3 separate regions of the Zea mays genome follow, and all the other regions are linked to region 1. A link is a contact called in public Hi-C data. All regions are on one chromosome and are shown on one strand. Each heading gives the region's core, a stretch centred on a gene start, on an enhancer-like site or on the middle of the called end of the contact. The rest is flanking DNA. Distances are from core to core; before and after follow the strand shown.

Region 1 (2,700 bases), core at 191-2,690:
CATGGAAGAGATCCTTGTGAGATGTCGGTGGTCATTGAAGAAAGATCTAACGACGGAGCCTATTTCGACTGACGTGGCTTCACAAGCGATCACTTTTGCGCCGCGTTTGTATATAAGAAATATGTGTTTACTATCGCGTCGTTCCCAATTCCGATTAAGCGGTCTAGCTATCTTCATTCCTTTATCTCTAACTACATCGCGGTGTGATATCCTCGACGACAAAATCGATTCCTAATTTCCTATAAATTTTCTACACAAATTGCATGAAATCTTCTGCGCTCCAAAAAGGCCCTCAATCATCTTCGACGACTGTTTTGGCCGTCCTTTTTTCTCTACACAAGTTACGCCGTTACGCGTAAGTCATAAAGAGCTACCAAAGGCATTACAGACACAGTAAATTTCAGCCAAAAAACAAACAGGAGCACTATAGAAGGGAAGGAGTATTTCTTGCCACCGCAGAAGTAGCAGGTATTTGATTCGTTGCCTAAAACTAGCAGCATTTTATTATTTGCTTTGTTCGGTCAGAGGAAGAGCGAAAAAGTGGAGGGGGTTGAGAAATGAGGAGGGTGGTGTGGGCTCTTGTGGTGTGCGTGAAAACGTCGCAGCCGGCGACCCGGCGAAAAGCAACGTCGCAGCCCACCACAAGGCGCAGGGCAAACGCAACGCAAAGGGGTCCGTCCGACGCGAGCGGCCGGAGGAGCGCGAGCCGGGTGACCCGCGCAGCGCACCACCCACCAACAGCCAGCCACAACGCAACACGGCACGCACGGCGCAGGGAGACAGACAGAGAGAGCGGGGTGGGGGGAAACCCGAAGCGAGGCACAAGAAGAGGCCACCGCAGCGGGCGGGCGGCCAGGCGGCGAGCGAGACACCTCCACACGTCTCTCCCCCTTCCGTTTCCTCCCGTCCCTGCTCACACCTCTGTAGCTGCGCCCGACCGAACCCCTCCTACCCCGGAATCCTCCCCCCGATGCGGCGCCGATAAGGGGGCGAGACCGGCGGAAGAGCGGGGAATGGCGGGGCGCGGCGAGAAGCGGCGCCGGACAGGAGGGGCCCACGAGGAGCCCGAGGAGGAGGACCGCATCTCGGACCTTCCCGACGTGCTGCGCCTGCAGATTCTGAGCCTGCTGCCGCTCAAATCGGCCATCCGCACCGGCGCGCTCTCCTCGCGCTGGCGCCGCCTCTGGGCGTACCGCTGGCCGGAGCCGTCCTCGGTGAGCATCCGCCTCCCGCCGGGCGGCGGCGCCGCCGCCGCCGCGGCGACCGCGGCCGCGCTCGCGGTGATCGACCGCCGCGGGCGGCGCCGCGTCGACGGCTTCTCGCTCGCCTTCCACGGCGGGCAGCTCGCGCAGGCGGACCTCAAGCGCTGCGTCGACTACGCGGCGGCGTGCGAGGCCGAGGACCTGCACCTCCGCGTAGACGGCGGCGCGGGCGCCGGCGGCCGCGGCTCGCGCGGCGGCACGCGCCGCCCGGGCATGCTCACCCTGCAGTTCCCCATGGGGTCCCCGCTGCTCGTGCGCCTGTCGGTGCGCGGGCTCAACCTCACGGCCGTCAACAACGCCATGGTCGCCACGCTCGAGGTCGTCCACCTCCACTCCGTCTTCCTCACCGACGCCGCGCTGCGCCGGATGGTCGCCGCCTGTCCCCGCCTCCGGGACCTTGACCTCCGCTACTGCCGCCGCCTGCGCCGCGTCGACTTCACCAACGTCGGCGTGCCCAACCTCAGGAGCTTCACCGTCGTCGACTGCTCCCGTACCACCGAGCTGCGGGTCCCCGTGGCTCCCCGCCTCCGGTCCTTCCGCTTCAGCGGCGCCTTCCTCTCCAGCAACATCCTATCCGGCGCCAAGGCCTCTCTCGAGCATCTCTACCTCTGCTCCGGCGGGCCAGAGACCGGCCTTCCAGTCACCAACTTGCCCTACGCAGTTCCTCGCCTGTCGAACCTCACTGTCCTCACCCTCTGCAGCATTGCTCTCCAGGTTTTTGCTCAGGCGTTTGCGCCATTTCCTTCCGGCCCATTTCACCGCCTCTACGCTTATACTTGTTCGCCTTGCCTTGCAGTATGTTTCTTCTTTCACAGCCAAGGATGTAATGGAGAGCAACCTACATGGCTTGAGGGAGCTTCATTTGCTCATGTTCGGGATGGCCAACTCCAACCTTGCTGACATCTATAGCTTCCTCAAGACCTGCCCGTGTCCTCAGTTAGAGCGCCTCTTTGTGCAGGTCTCTGTTTTTCTTCTTCTTATCTTCTTGAAAAACTGCATTCGATTGCTTTGTTTGTTTATGGGTATCTGATCTGTTTCTCAACATGCTCCACTGAACATGCAGCTCCCGACAAACACCGGTGATGCATTCACGGAGAACTTCTTGAAGGTGGAGGAGGAGGACCCGCCAAAAGGTGGATTAGAAAACCTTCGCTTAGCCAAGCTGACAAATTTCAAGGGGCACCGTAATGAGATGCAGCTAGTAGCATTTCTGCTTAGACAGTCTAGTAGTCTGAAGAAACTATTTCTGATTGCTCCCAAGGAGGATCACCCTCAAGGACTGCGCAAGGTTCATTCAGATATGCTGCCTGATTTTCTTAAAAAAGAAATATCGCATCTGGAAAGAGCTTCAGCAAATACCCAGATATTTTTCGGCGAGCCTGATGCTCAGACCCACCCGTTGCATTCGGAGGTCTTTGTCAGGTTTTAGCTTGAAATG
Region 2 (2,700 bases), core at 68-2,567, 140 kb before region 1:
AATGCTAATGTCCTAGTAGCAACAGTGGTTACAATGTCCCATTACCTTTTAGCTATTACAATTTGCCAAGACAGTGTACTCATGTAACTTAAAAATATGATGTGTGAGAACAATAAAGTACCATTGATTCCTTCACCTTCAGCAGATTGTTGAACAACACCGTCCTTCAACAACTTGTTGGCAGTATCTTCCTCCCACGCTATCTTGAAAAGATCATCAAACTGCACAGAGTACTTCTCCTGCAGAACAATGGGATAATCAAGGCTACAACTCTACAATGGCAAAGTAAGCACAGATGTGGATTGTTCAAATGCAAAATATGTGTTCTGATTACCATTGTGTCATTCGATGATGATGCAGGTTGCTCCTCTACAAGTTCTCCATCCCGGAAACACTTCCAGTGGCTTTCATACCCCTACAAGAAAAGTAGCCGCTGCACAGTTTGGCACATCCACATGACCACATCGGTGATTGTGGTTATATAGTGGAAGAGACACAAGTAAGGGTCAAACCTTCAACTGGCCCAGCTCCAATCCCTTACGGAACCCTGGAGGCGCAACCTGCGCCGGGCCACCGCTCATGAGCTCACGCACCCAATCACCAGTCCTTGCACCCTCTGGGAACGCCTTTTCCAGCGCAGCCGCCTCAGCGGCGTCATCCTGCAGACCGCCTGGACGAAAAGGTCTGTTGTTGATGCTCCCCCTGACGAAGTCCTTCGCCGGACCAGGCATCCGGGGCGCTATCCCCCCGGTCCCCGAATCGAACACGTCGACCATCTCCATTTGCACGGACTCAGGGTCCCACACTCGCGACTCTGCCGCGGATTGCAACTTCTCCTGCCCGCGCCGGAAAGGCGGCACCCAGACGGGCGCGAGCATGGTGCGGGGGGCGGAGGGCTCCAGCGGCGGCCTGGCCAGGGCAAACCAGTCGACATCCCACACCCTCCCGCTATCGGCCGCGGTGGGGAGGTGCAGCTCGGGGTCGAGGTAGTTCCTCTCGAGGTACTCCTTCACGCTGCTCGGGCTCTCGGCCGGGTATGCCGGCGGCTGTGGTCGTCATTGCCACAACGGTGGGTTTAGGGTTTTAAAGGTTGCATCGAACGCCAGGAGTGATTTAGGGCGGAAGCGGGGAACGCAAGCGTACCAGGACGAAGTCCGGAATGGGGCTGGGCGTGTGCGGGGTAGGGTCGAGGCGGAGGTGGCCGCTGTGGCCGGAGAAGCTGATGCGGAACGGCACCTCGCTTGCCGGCGAGGTGGCAGGGCCGTCCATGGACATGGAGACCCCCGAGGTGAGCCGTCACCGTACCGTTTCGTCGGAACTGGTTCGGCCTTCGGAGTTCAGAGGGATGGAGGATGGCAATGACTGTTGCACAACCAGCACTTGAGATGGAAGCGACCAAACGAGTGATCTAAACGCAGATATAAACTATGGTTTATTATGGTATATACTATCTCATCTAAGTACTTATTCAGTTACGTCGATCAAAGGTGCTCCTCCAATCCTCTTCGATCTAACAAGAGCAATCATAACCCTCCGCGTCATTCAGTTTTTATAGTATTAATTCAGCTGCCACATAGTGATAAACAACTAAATGAAGAAAGAGTAAAAAACTGGATCTTACATAAGACTTAATTTCAACACGATATCTAAGACACAATAAGAGAAGAGGTGTATTAATTTCAGTTCAATAATATTGATATTTACATTGAAGAGGAGTAGTAGTTTTTAGATGACGTGAAGGCTATAAAAAATTATAAGTATCTTGGGTTGGGACTGCTCTAAGGGGTTAAGTAAAAAAGAGACAGATTCTTCGCGTCTTTTCACGATTTTATATGTTTATTGTCTCTTAACTATATTTACGATCTAGAAGATTAGATTATATCATACAATTTATTAGTTGTCTTTTGTATTATATAATTATCCTAGGGTCTTTAGTTTGTACATGCCTTTAGGAGCTTTTTAAAATCTACGTGATGAAAGATTTAAAGTATTAAATATAATATATTGTTGAATGATAATCTAACCGACAAGAATGCACGTTTATCAGAGAAAATTTTAGCGTGAAAGAGCATGTTGAGGGAGGGTCGGTTAAGAGGTCTTTAGAGAGCTAAGTAAAAAAATAAGAGACGGACTACACAACTATATATATGTTGAGAATTTGTTCTCAAATGCTATGAATTAAGAATAAGCCAACACAAAATGTTAAATGTTAATATCCTTCGTCCTACGAAGCATTATTTCCTTTAGGATATAATGATCTTCAGACGAAGGTCATGAAGGACATACCTTCATGATAGCAATATATGTTAATAAGAGAAAAAGCATACGAAATATAAGAAACAACGTAAACAATCATGTAACATTATTAATTCATTCTCATTATATTATCATAGAAAGACAAACAATATTGAATTACAAATGTACCTTTGGTTTGATAGAAGGTAAAAGTATAAGCGTGACGCACAAGTGAATACAAGTCAGCGTGAACAGTACGGGGGTACTGTTCATCTATTTATAGGCACAGTACGCGGCCTGTGAGAAATTACATTCATGCCCTTTATATTTACTATTGACTCATAGGCAAATCTATGAGGACTAGATAGCCTCTTTCCCTTTAAGTCGGTTCCTTTTTCCGTTATTTAGCCAAAGCTCTCTTGCGCGTAGCTTCGGAGCAACTCCAACCTTCGTCACGATTATGCT
Region 3 (2,700 bases), core at 132-2,631, 190 kb after region 1:
GTTTTCCGGCTTCAAGTCGCGATGGTAGACGCCTCGGCTGTGGCAGTAGTCCACGGCATTAACCAGCTGGTGGAAATACCTCCTCGCGGCATCCTCGCTGAGCTTCGCCTTTGATACTTTGTTGAACAGCTCGCCGCCTTTAGCGTACTCCAATACGAAGTAGATCTTGCTCTTGCTAGCCATTACCTCGAAGAGCTGCAGGACATTCGGATGCTTCACCAGCCTCATTATAGAGATCTCCCTCTTTATCTGCACTATTAGCCCAACCCTCGTGATCTTGTCCTTATCGATCATCTTTATCGCAACGGACTGCCCGTCGGTCAGGTTCCGAGCAAAGTATACCTTGGCGAAGTTTCCTTGGCCTAACTGCCTCCCGATTTCGTAACGGTCCATCAAAATAGTCCTCCTCTCGTCCATTATGTAGATCTCTATATACAGTGATAGAGGAACAGATATGGCTTTTTACAATCTCCAGCTTACAGACTAGGGTAACTATGAGCACCAAGGCCGCGGCTTACGAGATAGAAAAATCCTTGGCTCCCCCCTCTTCTGTGGCCCAAAACACAGGAGAAAATGCTGTACCAGTATGCAGCCTATGAGAACTTGATAGGATCACTTAGGACAAACCACAAAGCTTCCAGTGTTTGCTCTTCCAAGTCAAATGTTCTTTTGCCAGGCAAGTGGAAAACTGCACGGAAAAGGGAATATCTAGTTAGGGCAAACATGTAATGGAATTGGAATCAACAACTAGTAATAACTCAAATGGGGATCAATTGGGCAATTGGAGATCAGGGGTTGGTAGGTATCTCAGGAATCTGCAAAACAATACTGCAAAACTAATATCAGTTGGGCAATTGGAGCTCAAGTATAGTCTAAAATGGGGGGCGTACGCGTACCACGCAGCACCGCTAAATGCTTGGATATTAGTTTGCTCGAACAAGCACTTCAGCAGAAGCTAACCCCAAAATCCGAAACCAGAGCAAAATCTCACCAGCGATTACCACGGGAATCCTCCTACGGTCCTACCACCCGCTGAAGGCTAAATCACAAAGCATCCCGAATCCTAGTCCACCGCAAAAGTAAGCTGCGACCTCGGTGGTCCTAAACTAATCACAGAACAGTGCGATTACGCCCTTAAACAACCAGGCAGATCGACCCCCACCCATGCACACGCAACAAAGAGTAAATCGTCACCTGCTCAAGAACACGAGGAGAGACGACGGATCCCAGATGTCGCCAGCCCCAACACCAACCGGAGAAGCTCGATCTCGCGCAAAGGATCGAACCGGCCGCGGCGCGGCAACTCCCTCCCTTCCGACCCTTGGGCGGAGCCGTCCTTTTTTTTTCTCTCTCTCTCTCTCTCTCTCCTTCCTTTCGTTCGGTTCGGCTTCTGTTGCAGCATCTCCTCTCCGCGTCTTCTCCTCTTCACAGCTTCCACATGCCGAGATGCCGCGAGATGCGTCTGATGCCTGCTGCCCAGTCCAGGTTAGCACGCGCACGGCAGCTCAGCCCAGCTCTCGCTCGCGGCTGACCGGCCGTGGACAGCCAGAGCGGCCATGTCACTGGGCCCCACTTGCCTAATTTCTCCAAGGGCCCGATGGGCCAACGGCCCACGCCGCTCGTTCTTTTCCCTCTTTGTTTTGTCCCTCCTTTTTTCTTGTGCATCGTTTGCCTGGCGCCGTGGCGAGAAGGCGAGGGAATGGATGCGGCGGGCGGCTATCGCCGGTGGCGAGGGCGGCAGCAGGTCCAAGGAAGCCGGCCTCGCGCACGCGGGAGTTGCCACGCCTCGAGTAGAAGAAGGCCCCGGCGCGCTCGGGGCACGCCGGTATATTGCCACGCCGAGGCGCCGACCGCGGGGAGGCGTCAGACGTGTGGATGCCTGGCCGCCCGCCCGCCCACGCATCTCAACCGCCTCCCGACGCTTTCTCTTCCATGCGCGCGTCTTGGTCAGAGACAGGTGCGAGACACGCCTTCTTGGCTTTCCCGCTTGCAAGCTACTGCTACATTTTTATTTTCTCTTGGGGGAGCGGCCATGGCTTCCACGCCTCCACAGGAGTAAACGACCCAGCAACACGTCAAAGCTTTTTACAATGTTCGGCAACAACCGAAGCTAAGCCTAAGCTAGAGCTCGAATCATGACGCACAGAATACATTGATTCTAGATCTGTGCCGTCCAATGTTGTCCACAATACTGGAGATTCTGACCACAGCATATAAAAAAAGATATGTGTTCTTTATTATTCTTATTATTATTTCTTGGGTGCAGGCAGATGCAGGTGCGCGTGCCCAAGTCAACATTTCCTTCTACTTCTACCATTCGCCGACTCCTTGTGCCATCCGGCCTAACCTCTTGTGATGCTCAAAGTAAAAGCATCTGTGACCTTGATTTCAGCTCACTATTCTTTGTTGCTAATCAATGTGTTGGTGTTTGACTCTTCTACACACTTCACACTAGCAAACCCCAGGCCGTCTCTAAGGACAAATCTAGCTAGTCTGGTGCAGCCAAAAGGAATCTTCGTGTTCTACACTCCACAAAGACCACAAAAAGTGTCATCTTTTTCTTCCTTTTCTTGGTCGACGAAAGGAGGAGGAGGAATGAGCTCATAGGAGGCAACAAGTGATGAGGGGTTTAGGATTCGTGTTGCTGTTGGTGGCAGCTGCAGCATTGATCAGGCCATCAGAAGTAGTAGGGGCAGAGGA

Evidence for each region. Hi-C and Micro-C count contacts between places; a contact is called where the count stands out from the background.
Region 2: a contact with region 1 is called in a Hi-C map of tassel, with 4 times the contacts expected there. The contact joins the promoter of LOC100383871 here to the promoter of LOC100274509 in region 1. A contact is called at or near these places in 9 of 25 Hi-C or Micro-C datasets (bundle sheath, ear, endosperm and 3 more) and 1 of 3 datasets of contacts at active chromatin or transcription factors (seedling).
Region 3: a Hi-C map of bundle sheath shows a contact between it and region 1, with 10 times the contacts expected there. The contact joins the promoter of LOC100383954 here to the promoter of LOC100274509 in region 1. A contact is called at or near these places in 18 of 25 Hi-C or Micro-C datasets (bundle sheath, ear, endosperm and 5 more) and 2 of 3 datasets of contacts at active chromatin or transcription factors (leaf and seedling).

Annotation. Positions count from the first base shown.
Region 1 is chr5:84,193,102-84,195,801 of Zm-B73-REFERENCE-NAM-5.0, forward strand. It overlaps LOC100274509, which reads left to right and starts at 1,441. Exons shown (of 3, transcript NM_001148867.1): 1 at 1,441-1,976; 2 at 2,059-2,220; 3 at 2,326-2,700. The coding sequence starts at 1,476. The coding sequence ends at 2,691.
Region 2 is chr5:84,049,122-84,051,821 of Zm-B73-REFERENCE-NAM-5.0, forward strand. It overlaps LOC100383871, which reads right to left and starts at 1,318. Exons shown (of 22, transcript NM_001362219.1): 1 at 1,144-1,318; 2 at 513-1,046; 3 at 335-415; 4 at 137-239. The coding sequence starts at 1,275.
Region 3 is chr5:84,382,103-84,384,802 of Zm-B73-REFERENCE-NAM-5.0, forward strand. LOC100383954 (putative CBL-interacting protein kinase family protein) reads right to left here and starts at 1,382. Exons shown (of 2, transcript NM_001176571.1): 1 at 1,195-1,382; 2 at 1-688. The coding sequence starts at 417. LOC103626647 (formin-like protein 10) reads left to right here and starts at 1,659. Exons shown (of 7, transcript XM_008647046.3): 1 at 1,659-1,957; 2 at 2,267-2,700. The coding sequence starts at 2,621.